Regions from separate parts of the Hordeum vulgare genome. Here region 2 is linked to region 1. The links are chromatin contacts, called in public Hi-C maps. All regions are on one chromosome and are shown on one strand. The core of a region is the stretch at or near the end of the contact, and the rest is flanking DNA. Distances in the headings are between cores, read along the strand shown. Region 1 holds the start of LOC123444500. Region 2 holds the start of LOC123413854.

Region 1 (6,702 bases), core at 621-3,120:
AACCAGCATCTGGCGTTCCACGGCGTATATACCTTGAAATAGTTGTTGAAAAGGAACTTCATCAAGATGAAAGAAACAGATATTCACTTGTGAAAGACATATGGACTCAAAGCTTACTCTATCCGAGTTGTCTTGCATCGCAAGGCACTGAAATTTTCAGAACCATACACTGACACAGTGATGAGTGAATCATTGTTCTTGTTGTAGAATAAACTACGAACAACTTCATCTGGACTTCCATTCAGAAAGCATATTCTCTTATTCATCACTGGAAATATAAGAAGAGGATCTCAGTATGACTATATGAAGCACAGGCACACTGCAAGAAAACAAGCATACCTCTACTGAAAGCAGCACATACTCCGGATTGTGATAAAGCAAAAATTATATCACGTGCTGCAACTATCTCAATAATTTTTGACCTCTTCCTAATGTAAGGCAGTAGCGCATTGTTCTCCTTAGGATCATGAGTGTCAAACTCCTCCTAAAAATGAAAGCAAATGTGCATTGTTAGAAGCAAGAACAGAAAGGAATAAAATCCCAAGGTTGACAGTTCTAATAGGTGTGACTTCTGGGCACAAGTAGCTTGTGGAGCACCCAAAATGCTGATGATCTCGATTTTGTTGAAAACAAGGTACCCTCATGCTCTTTTCTCAATGCAGGAAGAACACCAACAAAACGGTTATCTGGGCAGTGCAATGTCACCAAAGCAATGAAAAGCCCGGAGTCCAAGATAAATACACCCATTGGCAACACTTGTGTAATAGACAGGCAGCTGAATCCCAGCATTCATAGCCCCAACTTGGAATCAAACAATGATTAAATAAAATGAACAAACAGCTTAACTCAAAGGCCATATACGACAGATAAGTAAGATTTGCCATCTTCTTGTGCCATATGCGACAGATAAGTAAGATTTGCCATCTTCTTGTGCTGATTGCAGCAATTCATCAAATTGACAGGAATACAAATATCATGGATCTTGTACAATCATGAGGAATGAAGTAATAAATAGTATAATATGATTACATAGCAATCAACAATGCCCTAAATTTCATGAGAAGTTGCATGACAGGCCAGACAGATTGGTGCCAATATGCACAGGACAGCCCATCAAGGCACGCATCTGCTCAACTGGACTACCCATCGGTGGACTACCACAAATCCTCATTACTGTATATACAAGCGCATGTGCTAAATGCACAAACTTCTTCATTACGTGGAGCAAACAAAGCCCCGCACAGTATTAAACAAGATCCCAAACACTCCTACCACCGAGAGTTCACCGAAACCTAACAAGATCTCACTTTTCCCTGTCTACCTAACCCCCACACCCCGTCCACGAATCGGCTACTCTAATCCAGGCTATAATCGTGAGGTCCAGGACATCCGATGGCCGCAGTTCCCCCATAGCGAGCGAACAGAACCTCTCCGCAGACGCACGCGAACGAACAAAAAAGGTTAAAGAGGGTTAGACACCGGACCGGGGGGACAAGCAGGGAAAGCGGACCTGCAGCTGTATGTTGCGGAAGCGCTCCTGCGCGGAGTTCATGGCGAAGGAGCGTTCCCGGCGAGAGCTGATCTCCCGGCGCTGCAGCTTCCTGACGCTGCTGACGACTGCCTCCTGTCTGGGCCTCTTCCTCGCCACCACCCGCCGGCCGTTGCACGGCCGGGGGCTCGCCGAGATCCGCCTCGCCTCCATCCCCGCCAATCCGCCTCCCTCCTCCCGCCGCAACCCCCCGCCCACGCCGCGCGCAACAGATCCCCACTCACGCCGCCGCGACGGGGGCCATCACCGGCGAGCTCGGCTAGGGTTTGGGAGCTCGGCTCGGAGATTTGGGGTGGCACGGGAGGGTGGGGGGAGAGAGAATGAGACGGTCGGAGAGAATTAGACGGGCGTTAAAAGATGAGGCTACCGGGGTCAAGGCCTGACGCGCGGGCCCCACGCGCCAGGGACACGGGGGCGGTGCGCGGGCGGGATCGGGACGATGGTTTTACTGCTGGTTTGAAATTTTTCGGGGCCGTGTCCGAACGCACCAGGACCCGCCCTTCCCTCCGCGGAGTCCCACCGACGGGTGGGCCAGGGGAAGCCCCCCCCCCCTCCCCACATGTCAGTGAGAGATGTACCAGATCTGTAAGGACGGGGGGCGTCCGGGAAAGGAAGCTGTTTATGTCACGTGGTGAGCTGGGGAGCGGCTGGTAGGTTTCGAAATGGAAAGTGGTAGAGCTGGGTGTGTGGGCCTGCCCCCGTTTGGAATGTCGAAATTTGAAATGGAGCGCCGGCCAGGCTTGAAAAATCGGTTTCCCCCGGCCACCGGCGAGGGCGTATGCGCGTGGTTTTTGGTTTCCCGTTTGCAACTTGTAGTTCTTGTGCTCGGAGCTTTGATACATCCGGGGTGACCGGGTGAGCGGCCGCGCAAGGTTGAATCCCGTTGGATGATGTTTTTTCTTAATTTGGCAGCTTGTTCCTGTTTCGCGCGCTTTTGTTTCCCACACGCCCTTCTGCCCGGGCATGTTGTGCTTTCCTTTGTCAAAAATTCTATTTTTCGCGCGACATGTTGTGGGTCAATTGTGCTTCCGCTATAATTTAAATTCAGTGATACGCCTCATATGAAGTGTACGGCTAGTTGAATCTGTCGGGTGGTTTTTTGAATTTGGCGGTTTATTCCTATTTCGCGCGCTTTGTTGCTCGTCTACGTTACACCACCCCCCCCCCCCCCCGCCACTTTCATTTTTCGCGCGCTCGTGTTGTGGGCCAATTGGGCTTCCCTTATGATATAAACTCAATTTGGCATATTCTGCATATGCCTAATATTGTACGGTAAGGGCCCCTCAAAATTTCCAAAGATGGTAAGGGGTAAGGCAAATCAATTTTGGCCAAATAACGAACTAGCAATTACATGAGAGGTGAATCACTCATTTTGATGAATTCTTCTATTCGAGCTTAACCCATATATTGTAGGTGCTCCTGAGAAAACTAGATTAATTGTGTTGTTATTATGAAAATAATAGAAGAAAATGGGGTATTGCTTCATTAGCATGCAAAACAAAGTTAGCATGGGTGTGTATATTGGGGCCTATAGCGAAAGTCGTTGTACATCGACAATGGACACATTGACGTTTTTTAAACATAGTTGATCGCATTGTGGACCACGATCAACTCATGTGTTACGAGAGGTGTGATAAGGGAGTCCCGGACTATGGGGTCCTCGGACCGCTTACTCATTTCCATGGGTCGGACTCCTGGGCCGCTATATCATCATTATTGGACTACGGGCAAATAAAGTGATATTGTATACAAGATGGACTCTTCAGAAGAGTTGGCATGTAATCTGAGGCCACGTAGTGATCGACATATTCCTTCCTTGATGTAACCAACGTTGTGTAACCCTAGCAACCCTGGTATCTATATAAACCAGAAGGCCATAGTTTGTAGGCCAGATTAAGCTCATTACTATTAGGGTTTAGACCACAACATTCAATCTCAAGGTAAATCAACTATGTACTCTGTGCAAATCGAGCAATGTAACAAAAGGAGGATGTAGGGTTTTACCTTCATCAAGAGGGCCCGAACCTGGGTAAACATCGTCTTCATTGTCTCTTGTTACCCATCGATCCAAGATTCTTAGTTCGGACCCCCTACTCCAGATCTACCGGTTTTGACACCGATAGTGAGGGTGGCTCTAAATGTTAGCGCACTGCAAGGGATGACAACGTCAACCCCAATGCATCCCTAGCAAAAGGCCAAGCAGACTGCAACCGAGGCCAAGAAGGGTCAATCAATGGCTTAGTTGCCTAGTAAAGAGTTCTGGCTCGCCCACCAGTGCAACCCCTATGTTCAACCCCAAGAATAAACTTTTTGCAACCGTCCCTTCTAGACCAGGCAACAAGTTTCTATCTATCATAATGTGCTCAAGAAGAAGAAGAACATGTATGTATCCAATGTCCAGTCCATTGATATGGAACATCTGTAGAAGAATGCCCACTACTTTGGTGATGATCTTAGCCTTTGTGAGAAACTTGGTATTATCAATCTTATGCAGTTCAACAATGACTTTGATGCAGAAATTGTGGATGTGTTCTTTGTTACAGTCCATCTCGGAACTGATCCGGACTGGACTTTGACATGGATGATTAATGGAAAGCGATTGTGTGCTACTTTGAAGGAGTTCATGGATCTACTAGGCTTTGAGGATAAGGGGCTTCATACACCACTTGGATTTCGCCCCCACGAGGAGACCACATCTACTTACGAGAGCCACCTCTGGCCCTTCAGCACCGAGAAGGTCTCCACCACCACTGGCAAGTCAACATATGTGCTTGAACCATTTATTGGCATTATGCACCGCATCTTCAGGCACACTCTTTTTCCCTGTGTCGAGAACTTGGATGAGGTACACACTTATCTGGTGGATATATTGCTCTATTGTTAGCATGTGAGGAACTCAGTTGAGGTGGAGGTTTTGGATGTTTCACATGTCATGTGGTCAGAGCTCCTCTAAGTAGTTTCTAAGCGAAAGTGCCCTATGTATGCTCCTTACTTGATGCATATGATTGAGAAGACCTCGGAGAACACCTTTCGAGGCATCCTGTTTGAATGTGGTGAGTTGGTTCCCCATGAGATTGTGCAGTTGAGGCTGAACGGCAAGTGGTCCAATCATGCTGCTCTGGAGATAGATCTACCTAAGGATGATGATGACAAGGATGATAACTATGTGGTTGAGGGTGGCGCTGATCACAGTTACCACCCTCTAGTGCTGAGCCATCTTAGGCTCAGAAACTTAAGGAGAAGATGAAGAAGATGTTCTGCATTCAGGCCCATGGTCAATACATAGCTCATGCGGTAGAGAAAGAGACTAGGAGCTGTCACAAGACTATGGGTAGACACTTTGGCATGGATATTAAGAGTGGGTCTCAGGACAAGCTTACTGATGAGGAGATCTAGATTTCCCGCAACTTCTTGTGGGATTCAGATGTGGATCATCCTAGCACCCCAGCTTCACCACGCACAATATCTTTCAGCCCTGAGTCCAAAAAATATTGACGATGGTTCATGAGATGCTACCAGTGAGGGAGTCCGGGACTATGGGGTCCTCAGGCCGCCGGCCTATCTCTATGGACCGGATAGGTGGGCCACTATGTGAACGTCACTGAAGGACCGAACATTATGATGACACTATGTCCAATACGGAAACCTCCCGAGCCATGGCGTGTACTCCAAGTCATGATGATTGATTCGACATGTTTACTCCTTGACATAACCGACATTGTGTAACCCTAGGTACCCCTGGTATCTATATAAACTAGAGGGTTTAATCTATAAGAATATTAAGATCAATATTCCTAGGGTTTTAGACCACATCATATGATCTCGAGGTAGATCAACTATGTACTTGATACATCATCATCAATACAAACAAAGCAGGACGTAGGGTATTACCTCCATTAAGAGGGCCCGAATTGTTGGAAATATGCCCTACAGGCAATAATAAATTGGTTATTATCATATTTCCTTGTTCATGATAATCATTTATTATCTATGCTATAATTGTATTGATTGGAAACTCGGATGCATGTGTGGATACATAGACAACACTTTGTCCCTAGTGATCTGATACGTCTCCAACGTATCTATAATTTTTTATGGTTCCATGCTATTATCTTGTCAAACTTTGGATGTTTTGTATGCCTTTTATATCTTTTTTGGGACTAACTTATTAACTCAGTGCCAAGTGGCAATTCCTGTTTTTTCCGTGTTTTTACCCTTTTCACAGGAGAATATTAAACGGAGTCCAAACGGAATAAAACTTCCGAAAAGATTTTTTCCGGAACAGAAGATACGCAGGGGGGCGTGAGAACCAAGGCAGAGGCAACCAGGGGAGGCCACAAGCCCCCTAGGCGCGGCCAGGGGGGCCCCGCGCTAGCAGGCTTGTGGGCCCCCTGTAGCTCGTCTGCCCTACTTCTTCCGCCTATAAATCTCCAAAAAATCCAAAACCACGGGAGAGATCCATGAAAATACTTTTCCGCTGCACCAAGCTTGCCGGAGGGGGGATTCGGATATGGAGGGCTTCTTCATCAACACCATTGCCTCTCCGATGATGCGTGAGTAGTTCACCATAGACCTTCGGGTCCATAGCTAGTAGCTAGATGGCTTCTTCTCTCTCTTGGATCTTCAATACAAAGTTCTTCATGATCTTCATGGAGATCTATCCGATGTAATCTTCTTTTGCGGTGTGTTTGTCGAGATCCGATGAATTGTGGATTTATGATTCGATTATCTATGAATCTTATTTGAGTTTCTTCTGATCTCTTATATGCATGATTTCATATCCTTGTAATTCTCTTCGAGTTGTGGGTTTTGTTTGGCCAACTTGATCTATGATTCTTGCAATGGGAGAAGTGCTTGGTTTTGGGTTCATACCGTGCGGTGACCTCACCCAGTGACAGAAGGGGTAGCGAGGAACACATCGTGTTGTTGCCATCAAGGGTAAAAAGATGGGGTTTATATCTATTGCATGAATTTATCCCTCTACATCATGTCATCTTGCTTAAGGCGTTACTCTGTTTGTCATGAACTCAATACACTAGATGCATGCTGGTTAGCGCTCGATGTGTGGAGTAATAGTAGTAGATGCAGGCAGTATCGGTCTACTTGTCTCGGACGTGATGCCTATATGTATGATCATTGCCTTAGATATCGCC
Region 2 (6,838 bases), core at 2,245-4,744, 660 kb after region 1:
GGAGGGAGTGCTTGGTGGCGGCGGCTAGGTTCCTGGGCTCCGCCTAAGTCACTCTAGGGGGAGGGCGACGCGAGCTGTACGTGTCATGGAACTAGGGGGAGGGCCTTAAATTGGGGGGAGAATTTCACTTCCCCAGCCTCTGCACCAACTAGGGATGCATACGGCCTTTTAAGTATGAGTACTAGGATTTTTAGTCTTGGTTACACACCATGCCAAGCCTAGTCCTCAATAAATGAGTGAGTATCAGGAAAGCCTGTTCTTCAAGAATAAATAGGAACCTAAATTCTTCACTCTGAGGATTCGAACCCAGTCTAACCTTTTCGTCAAGCTGCTCCTCAAGACTCATATTAGCAACAAGTGTTTCCACCACCTCTAGATCATGCACAATAGAACCAAGTCTAACCTCTTTATTGTTGTCACATTTCCTAGATGCAGCTATCCAGTCTTTTGTACATATCAATGCTTCTATCACCTGGGGGTCAAGACGTCTGCGAAATGGACCAATAACACGACCACCAGCACTAAAAGCTGCTTCCGAGGCCATAGTGGAAACTTGTATGGCTAAAACATCACGAGCAAGCATTGATAACACATGATATACATTTTGATGTGTTTTCCACCATGATAAGATATCAAAGTTATCAAAAGAAACTTTGAAACCCTTACTGTAACTTCTATCATGTACTTATCCAAGTCAGTGTCACCTTCACTAACCCCATGAGTGCCCTGCTGAGACAGGAAATAGTCATCTTCATCTTTTACCATAAAACCAATATCACCTTCTTGGGAAGTAGTAGTGGTAGAGCTTGGTACATCAATGCTATGTGAATAGTTATAAGCATATGCTTGGTACATCTGCTTGACAACAACGACCAACTCTTCTACTTTACCACGATACAATAGATCCCCATGAACCTTTCTCATGTAATGTTCAATTCCACTTCTCTTGTATCTAGGGTGAAGAAAGAAGGCAACCACAAGAGCAAGATTTGACTTCCTCGAGTACTTATCAAACATAGTTTGCATAGAAGCTGCCATCTTTCTAATAGTAGTGTCACTACTTTTACGCCAACCAGAAATTAAAGCCTTGATTTCATAGAAGCCTTTATAGAATATATTTGTTGTTGGATATTGATTACCTGATAGTAGAGTAGCGAGATCATCAAACTTCTTAAAGCATCTACATAGAGTAACTGCCTTCTCCCAATCAGCATCTGTTGGAGCAAATTTGTCAAACTTATTTTTGTCAATATCATGCAACCTATAAAACACCTTCTTATAATATAGGGCATCACTCAACATGTAATATGTAGAATTCCACCTTGTTTGGACATCCAACTGCAGACCTTTTTTTGTGGACAACCCACACTCAGAGGCTCATCAACCCCCACATCCTCATTCTTGCCCTCAAGATCAATCAACTCATTTGCAACTTCACCGCCACTGCCAATATTCGGTGACTCTTCATCCTGAATTTCAGCTGGAGGTGATACAGTCATACTCTAAACTGCACTTGCACTTGTTCTTGCAGATGTTGATCTTTTCCCTAATATATTTTTAAGGCGATCTACAAAAAGAATAACAATACATAAGTAATCAGTCACTTTTTACTGATCAAATGAATTAATATCTTAGAAGTTGCAGCAAATAATAAATTAAATAGATCTTGTATACATGTCCAGGACTTGTACAGAAAAAGCTAACTGAAAACGTGTATGTGCAAGAAGCTAATCCAACACCTAAGCAAACAACTAGATGGATTTCTAGAGAGCAAGCAAGCAAACAGCTGGATGGATTTCTAGAGCTAGCTACTAGATTTGTTGCTTTCAATCTGGTGAGTTTTAGAGCACTAAGTGCGTACCTTATGCGTTTGTGTTAGTACCAAAATTACTGTCGGAGTGTTACGGTCGCGTCGACGCAAACCCACGTTGGATCAATGGCACATTGGCACACCACTGTCCGGTTGCTCACGGCGCACACTGACAGCCGGACATGATCGCAGTCACACATTATCGATGCTCTAAACTCGCGCGGGGCTGTGTGTATCTACGAATTCACTTACCTCCGTTGTTGGGACGAGATGATTGGCCATGGGATCTTTGTCCACCGTTCAACCGCCGAAGACTATCGGAGAGACCGGAGATGCAACCGGCGGTCGGGGAGACGAGATGGCGATGGAGAGATGAATGACAGAATGAGTATGTACCCGCTATCAGCCTATCAGGGTGATATGCTACCTATTTTGCATGCAACAATTGCATACCAAATTATGGTAGAGTATATCTATATATGGTAATATGGGGTGATTGCCAATTTACTATTTTTTGTCATTAACTTAGATGACATATATATGAACTGGGATGTTTGGACTTAATCTATCGGATATAATCCGATTTTCTTTTCTCGGATAGTCCGCAAAAAAGGCGGATAATCTACATCCGCCGGATAATAGGGATACCATATCCTCTACCATATCCATCGGATATCCGATTGATCGATATCCGTATCCGCATCCATATTCGGCGGATTCACATAATTGCATATCATATATTAAAAAACGGGTGCGGATGCGGATTCGGAGCGAAAATTATCCGTACCATTTACATTCTACCCCCAACCAGTTGAGCTAGGCTCACTCCCCGACCTATTTTCAATATATGATAAACATTCTTTTCAAACTATATAGTGAGTGTTTGTTTACTTATGCGGTGAACATATTTTTTATATATCAATTTTGTAAATATGCAATGAATAGTTTTTGTCTAATATTTAAGAATTTTCACATATTTATAAAAACTATTTACATGTTTGCATACAAATTCATGCATTTTAAAAATGTTTCTTGAAACCCCGACTCCTCTCCTCCCTCCACCACGGTACAAACATGATGATTCTACTTCAATCTCTTTGAGGCAATGGAGTTTTGGATGTCGCTCGCCTCCTCTTCCTCGCGGCATGTCCACCCTTGATCCCTGTGGCGTCTTCCTGACCGGTCGTTTCCCAACCTTCACTTCCCATGGCGGCGAAGGAAGAAGGGGTCCACAATGAATAATTTCTTTTTATGAGGTAAAGCCCACAAAAATGTTTTTATTTTCAATATATGGTGAATATGTTTTAAATACGTAGTGGGCATTATTTTCTTGGAAATATTTAGAATGTTCACGCCTTTGTATAAAAATGTTCACACATAAATTCGTTTATTTTAAATACTGACACATTTTTTCTAAAAACATACTCCCTTCGTCATTTTAGCTTGCAAAACATTATTATATTAAGGAACGGGGAATATGTAATTAAATTGTATTTTCAAAAAAAGATGTTGTTTACATGTTAAATAAAAAATCCAACTAAAACCGGAGTAAACCGAAAGGGAAAACAAATTTGGTAAATAGCCACAGACCTCGTAACGGGCCGGCGGCCCATGACCGCGCCACCCTCTCCTTCATATAAGTAGGAGGGAGGGTTCGATCTTACAGAATCCTCGCTCTGCAGCCGCCACTGTACGAACAGGATGGCGCTCGTTCGGTCTCTCCGCCGCAGCGGGGTTTCGGCCGCCCGTCGTCTCCCGTTCCTGCCCTCTTCTCGACCCCCGCTCCCCGTGGCATCTTCCTCACCCCCGCTCCCCGTGGCGTCTTCCCGACCCCGACTCCCATGGTGGCGTCTCGACCCACCACACCTTTCGCGCTGTCGTACGGGAGTCTCGGATCCACTGTAAGTATCCTATTGTAGTGCAGGGTTTCGGGTTCCTGATGATCGAGGTGGGTGGGGGCGGGGGTACGGCTCTGTAATCTAGGGTTTCGGAGAAGTGTAGGGTTTCAAGAAATGTGGGTTTTGGACGAGAGTAGAGTAGGATTCCCGATGATCGAGTTGGTTGGGGAACGGTGTGTTATAGGGTTTCAGAGAAGGGTAGAGTAGGATTCCTGATGATACGATCGAGGTGGGGTGCGGGACGGCGGTAGCTTTTTTCATCTAGGGTTTATAGATATTTCCAACCTATACTTGGATAGAGGTCACTGTTGTGAGTTCTTCATTTCAACTGAGTCATATATCACCTGCAAATAGGGTTTCTATTTCGAATTCTCATCACTTAGTGTTTTGGGATTTTTGACTGCAAAGAGCTAAACTAATATTTGAAAGTAAACTTGTATTTAAAATCAAAATATAATGTCTATATTGTTCCTACTTGCAAGTTATAACAGTCTAGTCCTCGGGACACTCTGCATCTTGTTGTTTCTTGTAATTGGCTATAAATGTTTTTATTTGCTATGTGGCTGACATGCATTTGTGTAGGATATTCGCGTCTTCCAACTTGTGCCGAGACGTGGCTTTGTCAATTTGCCAAATCTTTCAGGGAAGATGCCCAACAAGCTTTCTGCTGTATTTAAGGTTCTGTTTTTCTAACTTAGGAGCAAAATATTTTTGTTCAGTCCTTGTTATATTCTTAAAATCCCATTTCTGAATACTTGTATAGTTTATGGTTCATGTTTCGGTGATAGCAGTTTTGGCCCCTATGCTATCTTGTGCACTGCCTCATGCCATTTGTGGTTAACTGCAACAGTTAGATGGGAGACAAACTCCTTAATGTTTTTTATTCACCTTTTATCTTCAGGAATGCTGTCTTTTACATTTACCATTCGTAGCTCTAGAGAACCTATTCATTTCTAATGTGTTGTTTGAGCTACCTCTAATAATGACAAACTCCTTGATGTGTTTTGTTCTGCCTAGATGGCACCTCTTCTGTGTAGTTTGCGATTACAGTTCTGTGTTTCAGCTTGATCCCTCCGTAATGATTAATCTGTTTGTTTGCGACCGTCACTCAATTTCAGGTTTTTCGCAGCACGTGGGAAATCTGTGATCAATCTATAAGAGCAAAGTGGGCTTCGTTGTCTGCCAAGTAAGCTCTGAAATTTTGATGTCATTAGCTTATGTATATATATACTTTGCATAGCTAAATTATGCATGTTACTTTCCTTCTGATTGTTTGCACAGTCTCTGTATGTGTGTGTGTGTGTGTGTGTGTGTGTGTTACTTTCCTACTGATCGTTTGCAATTGCAGGCAAAAATTTGTGTGCCAGCTTGGTGGAATAGTGGCTGGATTCGAGGTTCTGCTTGCCTTACTGTTTTATTACTCGAAGGCGAAGATGGTAGCACGGGTTGAAAGCAAGTTTAAGGTCCATCAAGAGGTTCTCAACAAGCTCAAGCATATACAGGAAGTCGATGAAAGTAACTCAGAGCGCGAAGCAGCGGAGAGAAGGATTGAGGATGCCGGCGAGAGGCGCCGCGAAGCTGACGAGGGCGCTAAATTTGCAGCGCAGCAGCTTTCCCACATGGGCGCTCAGATTTACAAGCTTCAGATGGAGGTGGCTGAGCAAAAAATAGCTTTGCAGAAGATGATCATTGACCGTGGGAGCAAAGGAAGTGAATAACGTGGTAAGTACTCCAGAGAAACACTCGTGCTTTTTACAGTTATTTAACTGATTTGGTGACTCAACGGGTATTGCTGTGATGGTAGTCTTAGTCCTTGAATGAGCTGTGATAAGGATTGATCAATTTGGTTGTTTGCATGAATGAAGTATTATTTTTATGCCTGGCTTCTGAGCTGCACTGTATTATATACACTTGTCTTCTGAGTTGAACCTGCTAGATAATTTGATTGGTTTGTGTGTTTTGTGTTTCGTAGCTGGCCATAATTTTGATGAGATGAGCTGCAACACTTGACAAGATCTGACCGATGAATTGCTTGTTTAGTGGAATATTCTTCTACGCTTGTCTTGTGAGCTTTAGATGATCTGTTTTTCTTTGGCTTCTGTTGTTTGACCAATGGCCTAAGATAGATATTGCTGGAATGAACCTTTAACGAGTGAGGAGGGCATCCCATCAGTTGTTTGTTTGATGAAACGGTGAGACGATTTTTCAGTTATTCATTTGCATTCTTGTCTCTACCAAAATATCAGACTTTCTTATATTATATTTTGGGTACAGAGTGAGTAGTTCCTACCTAATTTTTTGCCATACTTTTGTAGGTCTGTGTAGATGTCTTAAGATTTTTTGCTTTGGCTTTATATAATGGGCTGTTTCTGTATTGCTTGTTCCAGGCCTGTGACAAGCCTAGCAGGTTCTTGCAAGGAGTTGCGCAGGGGGTAGCAAGTTGTAAGACTCATTTAAGTTGTTTTTTGGCGGAAGTTCCCAGCAGAAACCATGTTAGTTTGAATGTTGTTTATCTATCGACCTGACCTGCTGATCGGTCCTTGCTTGCTAGTATGTGAAATGGAACACATTTGCTAGTATGTGGCAGACATTGATAGCTAATGGAACGCATTTGCTTTTTGAGCGTGCTCATCTTTCTTTAATTCTGCTCTTCAGCTTTACAAGATTAACAATCTCGGTCTCGGGGCAACACCAGTTTTTCAAACCCAACACGCTGTCTGGGACGGCCCTGCGGATGTGGTCCGGTATATCTCTCCCTAATCTCCCCTAATATATATCTATACCTAATAATAAAGCGGCTACGGCTTCCGTCGAAAAACTCACCATGATATTTTTATAAAAAAGTCCCTATAATTTTTGTTATTCAACCCGTGCTTCATCATTTATCTGCAACACAAAAGAAAAAAATGATTCGCTGCAAAAATTATATCTGTACGCATCGCCTCCTCCCGTCAACCCTGGGCCACCCTGGCTTGCGCCGAGGCCGCCGCCACACCACTCGCCGTCGTGGCAGACCTCAACCGTTGCTGATCTCAACCCATCCGCCTCCGCGGATGTACCTCTCCCCGTTCACTGCCCCCTGTTGCGGCGGTCGAGCGCATCGCGTCGACCCTGATCCACCCTGACATGT

Evidence for each region. Hi-C and Micro-C count contacts between places; a contact is called where the count stands out from the background.
Region 2: a Hi-C map of seedling shows a contact between it and region 1, with 5 times the contacts expected there. The contact joins the promoter of LOC123413854 here to the promoter of LOC123444500 in region 1. A contact is called at or near these places in 1 of 6 Hi-C or Micro-C datasets (seedling) and 1 of 1 datasets of contacts at active chromatin or transcription factors (embryo).

Annotation. Positions count from the first base shown.
Region 1 is chr1H:450,760,140-450,766,841 of MorexV3_pseudomolecules_assembly, forward strand. It overlaps LOC123444500, which reads right to left and starts at 1,871. Exons shown (of 8, transcript XM_045121233.1): 1 at 1,511-1,871; 2 at 340-484; 3 at 118-268; 4 at 1-32. The coding sequence starts at 1,702.
Region 2 is chr1H:451,418,842-451,425,679 of MorexV3_pseudomolecules_assembly, forward strand. It overlaps LOC123413854, which reads left to right and starts at 3,495. Exons shown (of 5, transcript XM_045106622.1): 1 at 3,495-3,711; 2 at 4,291-4,386; 3 at 4,827-4,894; 4 at 5,057-5,430; 5 at 5,681-6,327. The coding sequence starts at 3,652. The coding sequence ends at 5,426. LOC123422959 (a small nucleolar RNA gene) reads left to right here and starts at 5,692; the gene lies at 5,692-5,782. It also overlaps the pseudogene LOC123422948.